Linked DNA regions of Mus musculus: region 2 is linked to region 1. Evidence: chromatin contacts called from public targeted proximity ligation data. All regions are on one chromosome and are shown on one strand. The core of a region is the stretch at or near the end of the contact, and the rest is flanking DNA. Distances in the headings are between cores, read along the strand shown. Region 1 overlaps Gnaq (guanine nucleotide binding protein, alpha q polypeptide). Region 2 overlaps Gna14 (guanine nucleotide binding protein, alpha 14).

The links.
Region 2: a contact with region 1 is called in a targeted proximity ligation map of pancreatic cancer cells. A contact is called at or near these places in 2 of 484 Hi-C or Micro-C datasets (embryonic stem cells and uterus) and 2 of 130 datasets of targeted methods (the NIH/3T3 cell line and pancreatic cancer cells).

What each region holds. Positions count from the first base shown.
Region 1 is chr19:16,256,223-16,262,096 of GRCm38.p6, forward strand. The region is part of intron 2 of Gnaq (guanine nucleotide binding protein, alpha q polypeptide); the gene reads left to right. Among named protein-coding and RNA genes, the nearest start is that of Mir496b, 56 kb to the right of the region's middle.
Region 2 is chr19:16,559,834-16,565,707 of GRCm38.p6, forward strand. All of the region lies in intron 2 of Gna14 (guanine nucleotide binding protein, alpha 14), which reads left to right. Among named protein-coding and RNA genes, the nearest start is that of Gm41811, 21 kb to the right of the region's middle.

The DNA.
Region 1 (5,874 bases), core at 1,734-4,233:
TAAATGAACAGAAAGTGGATTAGTCCCAGCAGGAGCAGAATGCTTTGATAAATGCCAGGCCCACATTTCATCTATTAGTGGCACTCAACTGTACGTGAGAAGACACGCATCCAGCAGAAAGTCAGTGAAACTCTAAACGCCATCCATAGATGCAAGAGGTTTTTGTCGGGATATCTCTGCGCTCTCACCTGTTAGGAGTGGAGGCAGACCCGGGCGATTCAGGACCTCACTTCCTCCCCGCCCCTGCCCCAGCTGCTGTGGCATCACCTAGAGCAGAAGACGCAGTTCTCAGACCGTGCTGAGTCTTTTCTGCAGGTTTCCCCCAGGGCCACAGTGTTGCTGTCCAAGGCTGATGTGATGAGTACACTCCAAATTATCCTCAATTGACCATTGAGTTTTCTACTTCTTAATGTGAGATGTGCAGTTGGACACTGGAAGACTTACTGAACTTAGTTTCCTGGAAGGAAAAGGCAGTGTATGCATCATAAGAATCACATGGGGCCTGCGAAAGTGCACCTGGCTTGGAATTCCAGAATCAGCCAAAAAGTAGGGCCCATGAGTCAGGTGGGAGCTTTCGCATCTGCTTGGGTGTGTTTATTGACTCAACCCAGCTGCACCCCAAGTTGTACGCTATCATACATCTGTCGTTTTAAATTAACCAAAGCATGTATATATTTTAGTCCTCTCTAAAAATATGTATAAGACATTGAGCTGTCTGTCAGAAAGCATTTACTGAAGCTGGACTTTGCCTATTTAGAAGGTTAGAAGGTTTGAGCAGATGTTGCCAGCATGTCCAGTAAGAACAGTCCAGTGTGAGCTAAGAACAATTTCAGCATGACAGATGCAGAAAAAAAGGTGCGTATTTTAGAATCGAGATGGAAGCTTATCTTCTTCCCAGGCTTGTCCAGGACTTTCCAGACAAGTCTTGATTTCCCATCCATTTTCACACTCATTATTTCCTTTCTCATTAATGGAAATCTATCTCAAATTTGTTATAACCTTTAAAATTAAAATATCTGTGCCTCACATTTTAAGCTTAGTAGGCCTGAAAAGTTTGTCCTCTAACTGTTGTGTGAAGTGTGCATGATCTGTGTGGTATCAGTGCTACAGCATTCATGTGGGCTCAGAGGACAGCTTTGGAGTCAGGGTTGGCAGCAAGCTCCTCTACCCGCCCTTTACTCTCATACCAGCCCGGTTACTTTTAAAACAGCACTTCTATGAGAGCCCTGAAGTAGGCTGTAGAATCAGCATCGGCCGGCTTCTGTCCTCTGGATACACAGGCTGCTGGACAGAAAGACAGGAAGTAGAGGTCGATGGAAGGAGCTTTGGCAGAGTATAGACTAAAGATGCATTGGGTGTGCACTGCAGGTGGCAGACCTTGGACTTTAGGGTGGCAAATAATGATAGTAACAAAGAAAATGGGCATTGCAGAAGAGGTTGTGCCTTTTTGTTGTTTGTTGGCACAGTTTTCTCTATTCAGCTCTGGCTAATCTAGAACTCACTTATATAGACCAGAGTAGACTCAAATTTGTGGTGGTCTACCTGCTTCTGACTTCCAAGAATTGGGATTATAAGTACATACCACCACACCCCACTGAGGCTATGTTGTTTGTAGTGAGATTTAATTAAGTCCATTTTTTACCTTCCTCTCAGTAAAAGTGAATTATTTCTATTAACTAAGCCCAATAAGAGATCAGAATAACCAATCATATTCTCACCATGTTGCTGTCTTATGTACAGAACAAGATCATAATAGTTTTTACGTGAAAATTATTAAAGTATTATAATTTTCATCACCCCTCCTAAAATGCTAGTTTGGGAAAAGACAAACATAGATTATTCATTTATCTTTTTCTTACATGGCCAGTCTCCTAACTTGGAAATAATGCAGCAGTCTCAGTAAGTGTGAATGCATTAACTTGCCAGTTGACAGTTCTACCCCAGTGTCCAGTGTCCTGAGAAAAGGAAGTGACTGGCTTTCCCTGCTCTTCCCACCATGTAGGATGCTAACAGGGCTATTTCTAAAACCACTGTGAAACTCATGAGAAGCCAATAGTAATAGCAAGCATCAAACTGTCAGGCTCTGCAGTATGCAGCAAAAAATACATGATACTTGGACAAGAGCACAGGCTATGCCATACTAGAGAGCCAGTCAGTGCAATGTCCCAGGAGCCCAGGAGCTGTGGAAATGGTGCTGAGGATTGCAGCCCCCTACTTGCTCATGGGACTTGCCCATTGTTTGGAATGTGAGTGTTGATGAGTGGTCATCTCATCTGCTTCCAAGGATCAGTTTTTTTGGCTCACATGTAAGAAAGTTAATCTAGCTGAAAGGATTTATTACATTTAATGTATTGTGAAAAAAATCTATTTTAATTGATTTTTTCCCCCTTCAGTTACTCTGTATGGAGAATTTTGACCTTTTAAGGTTCTATTTTGTGATTAAGAAGGAGTGAAAATCAGGTAGAGAATACGGTTGTTATAGCTCATATGCTCACTGCTTTCCATACTTTTTAATTGCTTTCTTAGAGACAGAAGTTAAAGCCAGCTCACTAATTTATGACCAAATGACCTGGGGCAAAGCCCATTCTTTCAGTGAAGTAGAAATGCTAATAATATTTACCTTATAGGGTTATTGGGGAACTCTTAAGAGATAAGGATCAAGCAAGAGTTAATAGCTAGTACTTAGCATACAGGCACACACCCAGGTAGCAAAACTCTTCTGAAACACTGGCTGTAAACCAGCTTAGAGGTTTAAGGCAGTCTTAGGAGGTGTGGTGTTTATTTACCCATCAGTTTAGATTTATAACAGCAGCTACCCCAGTATGATAGACCCCCCTTTATTGGCTTAGGTGGAGTTCTGAAACATCATTTCATTGGTGCTTAACAATGTAAAAAGGAAACTGAGTTATCATCCTGTGAGAGGGGTTCAGCACCATGCCTAACTTCCCAGTATGTGGGTGTGCCTAGTTGGAGGAAGCTGGCTGAGGCTTTGTTTGGAGTTGAAGTCCTGCCACTCCCTGTAGGAAAAGGAGCTCTACACACTGCTTGCTGTCCTGCTCCTGAGAGGAGACCAGATATTTCTACCTAAGGAACCTAAAGACCCCAATCTACCTGCCAAGTCCTCATGCCAGTTTCCTTAACATTTCAGGGGCAATAAAACACAAAAGCAGTAGTTTACTGTTTTATGTTTATTGGTAGGCATACAGGGCAAGTATTTGGTTTATATTTCTAGCCATACCACCCCAAGTTTTAAATACGTGAAACAGTGATCCTGGTAGTCAGAGGGGGCAGACGATTTTACAGCTGGCATGTAGTTAACTGGTTTTCAGAAACACTGCTGCATATCGGGAAATGCTTAGTGTATGGGCCTCTGTATTTCTCTCTTCTCTCCTGCTGAAGAATAGCAGTAGTGAGGTGAAGCGAGTAGACAGGCCCTACTGTGCTGTGTTTGATTCCCAACAACTGGTGTGGTCAGTAAGGCCCTCTGTTAAACCACGCCTGTGAGAGATTTTATTATGTGAAAGATTGAGGGGTGCCATTCAGCACGACTCCTGATTCTGGGGGAAGCAGGCTGGTTTCTGAGTACAGTTTCTGAAGCTCTTTCTTTATATTGTACTTGGCTTTGATCTGTAAGAGTAGATATTTTCCAAGGTGTTTGTCCATTTCAAGCTTCTTGAGGGAAGCAAACACAGGAAGTAATTAGCAGATGAGTCAACGAACTTGCTTGTGGTGCCCACCCAGGCTTTAGCCTGATAGTTTATCTGCGTAGATAGTGGCCTCTGCCAAAGGTCTGTAGGGACAGCAGAGCTGGTGCACTATGGCTGAGCCTAGTAAAGATCTAGGCTGCATTTATATGTACCTCTTCCCCATACCCTGAATGTGTGGGTTAGCATAGCCGAGAGCTTCTTCACTGAAGAGGCTGTGTTGTACAGAGATGTCGTTTCTGGCAACATCTAAGTGGGTACAGATCATGTGTCTGTCTAAGAATGGGAAGAAGTTACTTATAGAGCAACAGTACAGCTATCTTGACTCTCCTTTGTCGCAGTGAACAATCTGCTCCAGCTCCAGCAGAGAATTCAGTTTCTAGTCACATTACTGGTTCAGAGAATCACATGGAACCAACTGTCTCACCCTTCCTGCTGCTCTCATGGTGCCGCCCATGTTCTAATAAGGTTATTTTAAAGCTGAGATATATTGATTAGCACTCCCACCGTGAATGTCTGAAGAGGTATAACATGTGTTCAAGGGAGTTCTAAGGATAAAGGGATGCATTTCCCAGAGGCTTAGTTAAACACCAGTTAAAATGGACAGTCCCTTTTCCTTGCCTCAAAAAATTATTTATTTTATTGTATGGGCATGTTGCCTTGCATGTACATCAAATGTATGCAGTACCTAAGGAGTCCAGAAGAGGGCATCCCCTGGAACTGAAGTTACCGAGTATCTTGAAGCCCCTATGTGCTTGCTGGGAATTAAGCTTCTACCTTTTGGAAGAGAAGCCAGTGCTCTTAACCACTGAGATATCTCTCCTGCTCAGTCTCTTTATTTTACACACTTAGCATCTAATTTTACCCTCATACTTCTAGACGAGTGGGATAAAGAGGTGTATGTAGAGATGGGGTAGGAGCTAGGAGAAGATAGAGTGAGAATGTCACCAAACCTGAGCCATTGCCTTTTACCCAGAACAGCAGCAGGTGTTAGAGTCCAGAAAAGGAAGTAGACCTGGGAAGGAAGACTCATTTTTTTACTGTGTTTGTCAACTTACCTGAGGCCAGTCAGAGACTAATAGTTGTGTGAACTGTCCCTTGTAGCACAGCTACTTGATAAAAACAGGCATGGTGGATGGCATTAGTAATATTCCTGATAACCACGGTGGCCATGAGCTACAGGTGTAGATGCCACAGATGTTGGGCTATGTCCATGGTTTATGTAGTGCCTAGCCTCAGCTCTGCTTTTAGATATCTGTCTTTTTCTTGGCTTCAGGCCCAGAAGCAGCCTTGTAGCTGATAGCCACTGTCATTCTGTACACATCATTTCTTCTTACCCTGCTCTCTCTTCCCAGCCTCCACCCAGCCTCACTCCAGGGATTCTAAAATGCTCAGCTCTAAACTCTCATTTGCAGTAAGCAACTTAACAATTATATTTCATCATTGCTTTCATTTGGGAGAAGTTTTTAACTCCTAGGGGCACTACAAATAAATATAAAATAAATATGCATTTCTGTTATTAGCTCTAATAGGGAATACATACTATTATTTCCCTTAGGGTTACAGCCAGTCTTCAAAAAGGATAATAAATATAATAAGGTTTCTTTTCTTCAGAAGTTCATCCACCCTGGAGCTGTCAGCTGCCATTCCTTGTCTGTGAAAACAAGAAGATAGTTCATACTGAAATTGTCCCGGTCCGTCAACTGGCTGGCCTAAGTGGGGCTTGCAACACGCTCAACACCTGGTGGGAAGAGTACAGACCCTGCTCTGTTGCACTTTCAGATCCTTGCCTCCCCTGGGAGCAGATTCTGCTGCCTGGTCCCTCCCTCCCTCCAGTGTCTTTATGAGAATGTCCTCATGACCTGGCCTATCCTTTTCCAGATATGCCTCCCGCAGACTCCACCTTACACTTCCTCTTCTTTCATTGTCAGCGCTGGCCCCTGAGAGATGGCACTGTCAGTGTGCCAAGCTTTCAGATAGAGTATCAGCTTCTTATTCCCAACGTCTCACTCACGCGAATCAGTATTGTATCTACAGAGGTAGGTTGCTGCTTAAAATAGTCTAAAACCTTAACAGTCTTTTAAAAATGTTTCTCCACTTTTTAAGGCTTATTTTATATACATACATGTTTTGCCAGCATATATTCATGTGTACCACATGAGTGCCTAAT
Region 2 (5,874 bases), core at 1,583-4,082, 300 kb after region 1:
ATTGTATTCTACAAAGCCTGTTTAGAAATCAGAGTAAGCAAATAGACTCTGGGAAGAGGGACAAGGAGGCAGGGGGACTAGCATTGAGCATTTCCTAAGGTCACTTTTAGAGCTTCCTATTGGCTACTAAGTTAGCTTTTGAAATAATAATTTTTCATGTCCCTCCTTTGTTCACCGTAGAGGCGCTTTTGTCTCCAGCTTATGTTCTTTGCCATCTGCATCACCTTGAGGATCACCTATGAGGCTGCTTTTTATCACAGCTTGATGGGATATGGAGATCAACCCAAGACTGACCTCTAGAACAGGACATTCTGTACTTAATCACTAAATAGAAAATGGGGCTTACACTTCCAGTAAGATGGACTATATATATAGTTCCCCCATTTCTTCAGCTAAGTACAACTCCACACTGTAGACAGTGTGCACAGTACAAAGCTATACAAGTCGTGACAGGTAGAAGGACTACATAAGGAAGACTAGAAGAGACCACGAGATCCAAAGACTCCCTTTCATGAACTCCTAGGGCTGTCCTACTGTCTTATGCACTTTAGACGCAGCTGGAGATGGCAATGATTGGAAGTTCAGCAGGAATAAGGAGCCCCTGGGGGTAGCAAGCTGGCCCCACAGAGCCCGTCTCCATGCAGGGAAGAGTCAGTCCACTAGAGCAGCAGAAAATTGTCATATAGCATAATATTCCAATGTCCATGTTAATAATGTCATATAGCATAATACTCCAATGTCCATGTTAACTGAAAAATCACTCTTTCCATCAGGTGTGGTTCTTACTGTATTCTTGAGTATCCGTTTTCTTTACTCTTATTGTAAATTTTCATACATTTAAAAACATTTTTATGAATTTCATACATGGATACAATATGTGTATATCATAATTTCCCCCCACTATCCCCTTCTAACTCATTCTAGACCCTCCCTAACACATCTCCTTTATTGCATTAAAAAAGTGTCCATCAAGTCTAATTGGTACTCATATAAGTACTGATGCAGGACCATTTACTGGAGCATAGGCAGCCTCCAGGAGCCACACCCTTGAAGAAGATGATTCTCCCTTCCCCAGTGCCCATCAACTGCCAGTAACTTCTCAGCAAAGAGTAGGGTTTCATGTGTCTCTCTCCCATACAGGCTGGGATGTTGGCTGGTTTGATCCTGTGCAGGTCTTGTACAGGTACCCACAGCTGTCCCAAGATCATGAGTCCAATAGCCCTGCCAAATCCAGAAGACACTGATTGCAGCCGTCCTCTCCAACCAGTGGCTCTTACCAGCATCCTGCCACTCTTCCGTGGTGTCCCCTTGTCTTGAGAGGATGGGGCAGGAGTCTGATAGGTGATCAGTCAGTCAGAGCTTGAGGACTCCACGGTCACTTATTCATCTGTGAGTCTCTGTATTAATTGTTGCCCACCGCAATGAACAAAGCTTCTCCAATAAGATCTGAGAGTTGAACTGATCTTTGGATATGAAGATAAGTATTTAGAAGGCAGTTTGATATTATGTCCATTTAGCAAAATAATTTTAATAGATTCTCCTCTAGGGTTTCTGATTTTCCAAGTCACTGGGTTACTAGCCAGGTTTGTAGTACCAGGTAGACGTGAGTTTCTCTTGTGAAGGAAGCCTTAAATCTAATCAGAAAGTCATTGGTTATCTCTGTAACGTTTATCCTACTATAACAACAATGTGTATATGTTACCAGGCCAGTTGTTCCTGTAGCTCACAGCTGGAGAGTCACAGCTGGCTAAGGCTGTTGATGGCTTTTCTTAGACAGTAATAAGCATGGTACCTTCTGGCAGTATGGAAGGTAGTGATCAGGAAGGAAATTTCCTGATCAATACCAGCTTGATTTTTCCATGTCTGAGACCAAAGAATATAGCATGTTCAGCAATATGGTCTTACCATCAAGTTCTGGCCAGCAACCAAGGACAATGGCAAGAGCCTGTATTGTTTTAAGGATTCTCTTGGCCTTTCCTACCCCAAGCAAAATAAAGTCAGGTATCCTACAGTGGAGACTGGGATTTTTGTTTAATAATCTATGAATGTTGTAATGAACCATTGTAATCATGAAAAATGAAATGTGCTTTTGAAATAAAAAATAATACAAAGCCGGGCGTGGTGGCACACGCCTTTAATCCCAGCACTTGGGAGGCAGAGGCAAGTGGATTTCTGAGTTCGAGGCCAGCCTGGTCTACAGAGTGAGTTCCAGGACAGCCAAGGCTACACAGAGAAACCCTGTCTCGAAAAACCAAAAAATAAAAAAAAATAAAAAAAATAATACAAACACTATTTAGAAAGCTAGTGCTTTAAATAGTGTGTTAACAAGTATCAGAGCTAGCAGCTAACTCAATCTGTCCCATATTTTAGGTTTCAGCATGTTTGGTGGATCCCTGGTCATGTGCCCTTTCCCTATCATTTCCCTGATCTGTAGTAGCATGCTTGCTCTTACATTGTGCCAGAATTGGAGCTCTTCCTATCCCCTGTGGCTGCTAGCATTCTCCAAAAGTCTGTGGATTTTGCTGTGCTCTGGGACCTTTTAGAGTGGAGACATGAGGAAACTCAAAGGCAGTGACCTACTCCCTGGAGCCCACAGCTTTCATCCTGTTTTCCACTGAGTCTGGAAGGGCAGAGAAGCCCATGCATTGTTTCCTTCTATCATTATTGTGACTAAATGCCCGGCAGCGGCATCTCACAGGAAAGGGGTTTACACGACCCCCAGCTCAGAACGTGTGGCTCAGCACGGCAGGGTAGAGCTCAGGTTCTGGCAGTATGGGCTCGCAGCATGACTTCTTCACATCGTGGTGACTCAGGACACACAGACTGTCACTCTATGACCTGTGTCTGGCAGCTAAGTTCTACCTCCCAAGGTCTACAGTCTCTCTCAAACAGCACCACTAGTGAGGGACCAAATGTTCAATGCATCATGAAGGCTCGTGATGGGGACTTTCCACATTTAAGCCATAATAACCCATCTATGGTTCTAAGATTGATCATCACAGTGTGGGAAAAGCTATTTCCGTGGCACTCGCAGCGGAGACCTGGGTGTTGAGAGGCAACCGTAAACTGACTAATACATTGGCCTGCCTCCAGCCATGGAATATTAATCAAACTTGTTATTTTAAAGGTGTTCTCCATTACACTGAGTCTTATTCAGTCACACAGTGTCTACTGTAAACCTAGAGGGTGATTTCTACATCTATTTCCCCCTCAATAACTGCATTGTACGGTCTGAGTATCTGCTGTGGGCCTAGGCTTGTTCAAGGTGTGTTGTTAACCTAGGAAATCGAGGGTTGCCCAGGCACAGCTTGTTCCCATCTACTTTACTGAAGAGAAGCCAGAAACAAAGAGGTCAAATCGTTTGCAGTGAAATGTAAATAGTATGTTTGACTTTGACTCCAGATGGCTGACTTCATTGTCTTGAGGGACTCTGTTACCATCAAAGACACAGTTACAGGTACAGCAATGGAAGGAAGCATTGCTCTAAGCTGGTGACACTGGCTGCCAACACCATTTGTACTAATTTGTGTGGACAAATAGTTATATGGTACTTGTCTCTGGGTTTTATATGTCATAAAATGCCTGAATATAATGTGTTATATCATAAATCTGTTTGTTCTCAATAAGCTTTTCCCTGAAAAGTTCCTAGAACATTTTTATGTAACAGGTGCATTGCCCTTATCCTCAAAAAGTTGACAGTTCACAAAGGTATTGTGTTAAGTGAAATAAGCCAGGCACAGAAAACCATATATTAAGAGTTAATTTTACAGAAGTGGATTGTAGAACCTCAGTCACTGGAGGCAGCACAGGTTGGGGATAGGGGAGGTTTGGTAACGTGTGCTACATTGCAATTGCATGATAGGAATGAGATTTAGTGTCCTGCAGTACAGCCGTATGGCTATGACAAACACATGCTATATATTTATATAGAGCAGAAGAGTTTGAAAATTTCCAACACAGAAATGATAAATGACTATGCATATGTAATATGTGGTGGTTTTTAAGAATCTCTCAGTTCATGGGGAAGGAAATACATCAGTAGAACATTTCACAGCTGTGTAGTAATTATCAGAGATGAATGAGTCCATGGTGTCAGGAAGGCATAAGGTAGGGACATGAACCCCACCCAGGTCAGCTCACAGCTTAGGAGGCGGTGCTTTTAGTCTGTAGGTCAAGAAAGTCTCAATGAGGTTCAATTCCTTTACCATAGCTACACTACTGGGAGCTGGGGAGCTTGGTTTGAAATTACTGGCCCAGTGTTGTCTACCCAGCAGGAGTAGAATTCATGCCCAAGTGAGTTTGCTATGGATGACTGTAAGAGAGTAGGCCATGCCTGGTTCTTCCTCCTCTCTGTCTTGGTTCTGAGTTCTCTGAAACAATCTGGAACTAGAGATGAAACCAATAAGCATTATCATTCATGTAGCCTGCACTTCCACTGCTTAGAAAGCTCCCCTGTGACTTCCAGAAAAGGAAGACATCCAGGAAAGGAAGACTTCCTACAACAGCTTCTGCCAGGCTGGAGGTGGGAGGGGAATAGGAAGATTTCTTTTTCTTTTCTTTTCTTTTCTTTTCTTTTCTTTTCTTTTCTTTTCTTTTCTTTTCTTTTCTTTTCTCTTCTCTTCTCTTCTCTTCTCTTCTCTTCTCTTCTCTTCTCTTCTCTTCTCTTCTCCTCTCCTCTCCTCCCCTCCCCTCCCCTCCCCTCCCCTCCCCTCCCCTCCCCTCCCCTCCCCTCCCTTCCTCTTCCTCTTCCTCTTCCTCTTCCTCTTCCTCTTCCTCTTCCTCTTCCTCTCCTCTCCTCTCCTCTCCTCTCCTCTCCTCTCCTCTCCTCTTCTTGTCTCTTCTTTCTTTCTCTTTTTCTTTTCTTCTTTCCTTTCCTCCCTTCCTTTTTTAATGTATTTGTTTCACATCCCAATATTAGTCTCCCCTTTCTCCCCATACCCCCTCATGCAGATTCTCCCTCCATTTTCCCTTCCCCTTCTCCTCTGAGAAGTGGCAATCCCACCCTGGATAACACACACATACACACACACACACACACACACACACACACACACACACAGAGAGAGAGAGAGAGAGAGAGAGAGAGAGAGAGAGAGAGAGAGAGAGAGAACATCAAATCTCTGCAGAATTAGGTGAATCCTCTCTCACTGAGGCCAGACAAGGTGGCCTAGTGAGTGGAACAGTATCCACAGGCAGGCAATAGAGTCAAGGACAGCTCCTGCTCTAGCTGTTGGGGGACCTGCGTGAAGACCAAACTGCACATTGCTATGTATGTGCAAGGGGCCTAGGTCTAGCCCATGCTCACTCCTTGGTTCAGATTCTTATTAGAAATGCTAGTGCACCTTTCAGAAACAGAGCAACTTCTAGAGAGAAGTAGAAAACCATCTATGGAACTTCATGTGATGTGAAGACCGAAAGTGAGTACTGACAGAAGCAGGACGGTGGTGCCAAGCATGTCTCATACTCTTCTGTGCATCTTTCTGTTCTCTAAAAATATTCTTCAAGTAGCACTAAGCATATTCCATGTCACGCATACAGTGTGGTGAATCTCGATGCATTGTAAGCACTTCACTGATTTTCTTTCAATTAAAAGCAACAGCTTCCTGGAAAGGTAAATTTTTCCTCTGAGGTCTAGCTCTGATGTCCCTTCTGCCATCAGGATGCCCCTTCATCCCTTTCTCATGAATGAACTTGCCCAGGAAGTTCAGCCGTAAAATGATCCTGACTCTGCCAGATCCAGGTCTTCCTCCTGCTTTCTTGTCTTATGGCATCTGTTTTTAGCTGGCTTCCCCATGACTGAGCTCCGGGCTCTGCCCGTATCCCCTGAGTGGAAGCAGCAGCCCAGGGTGTAGAGGTGGAAGGGCATCAGTTAGC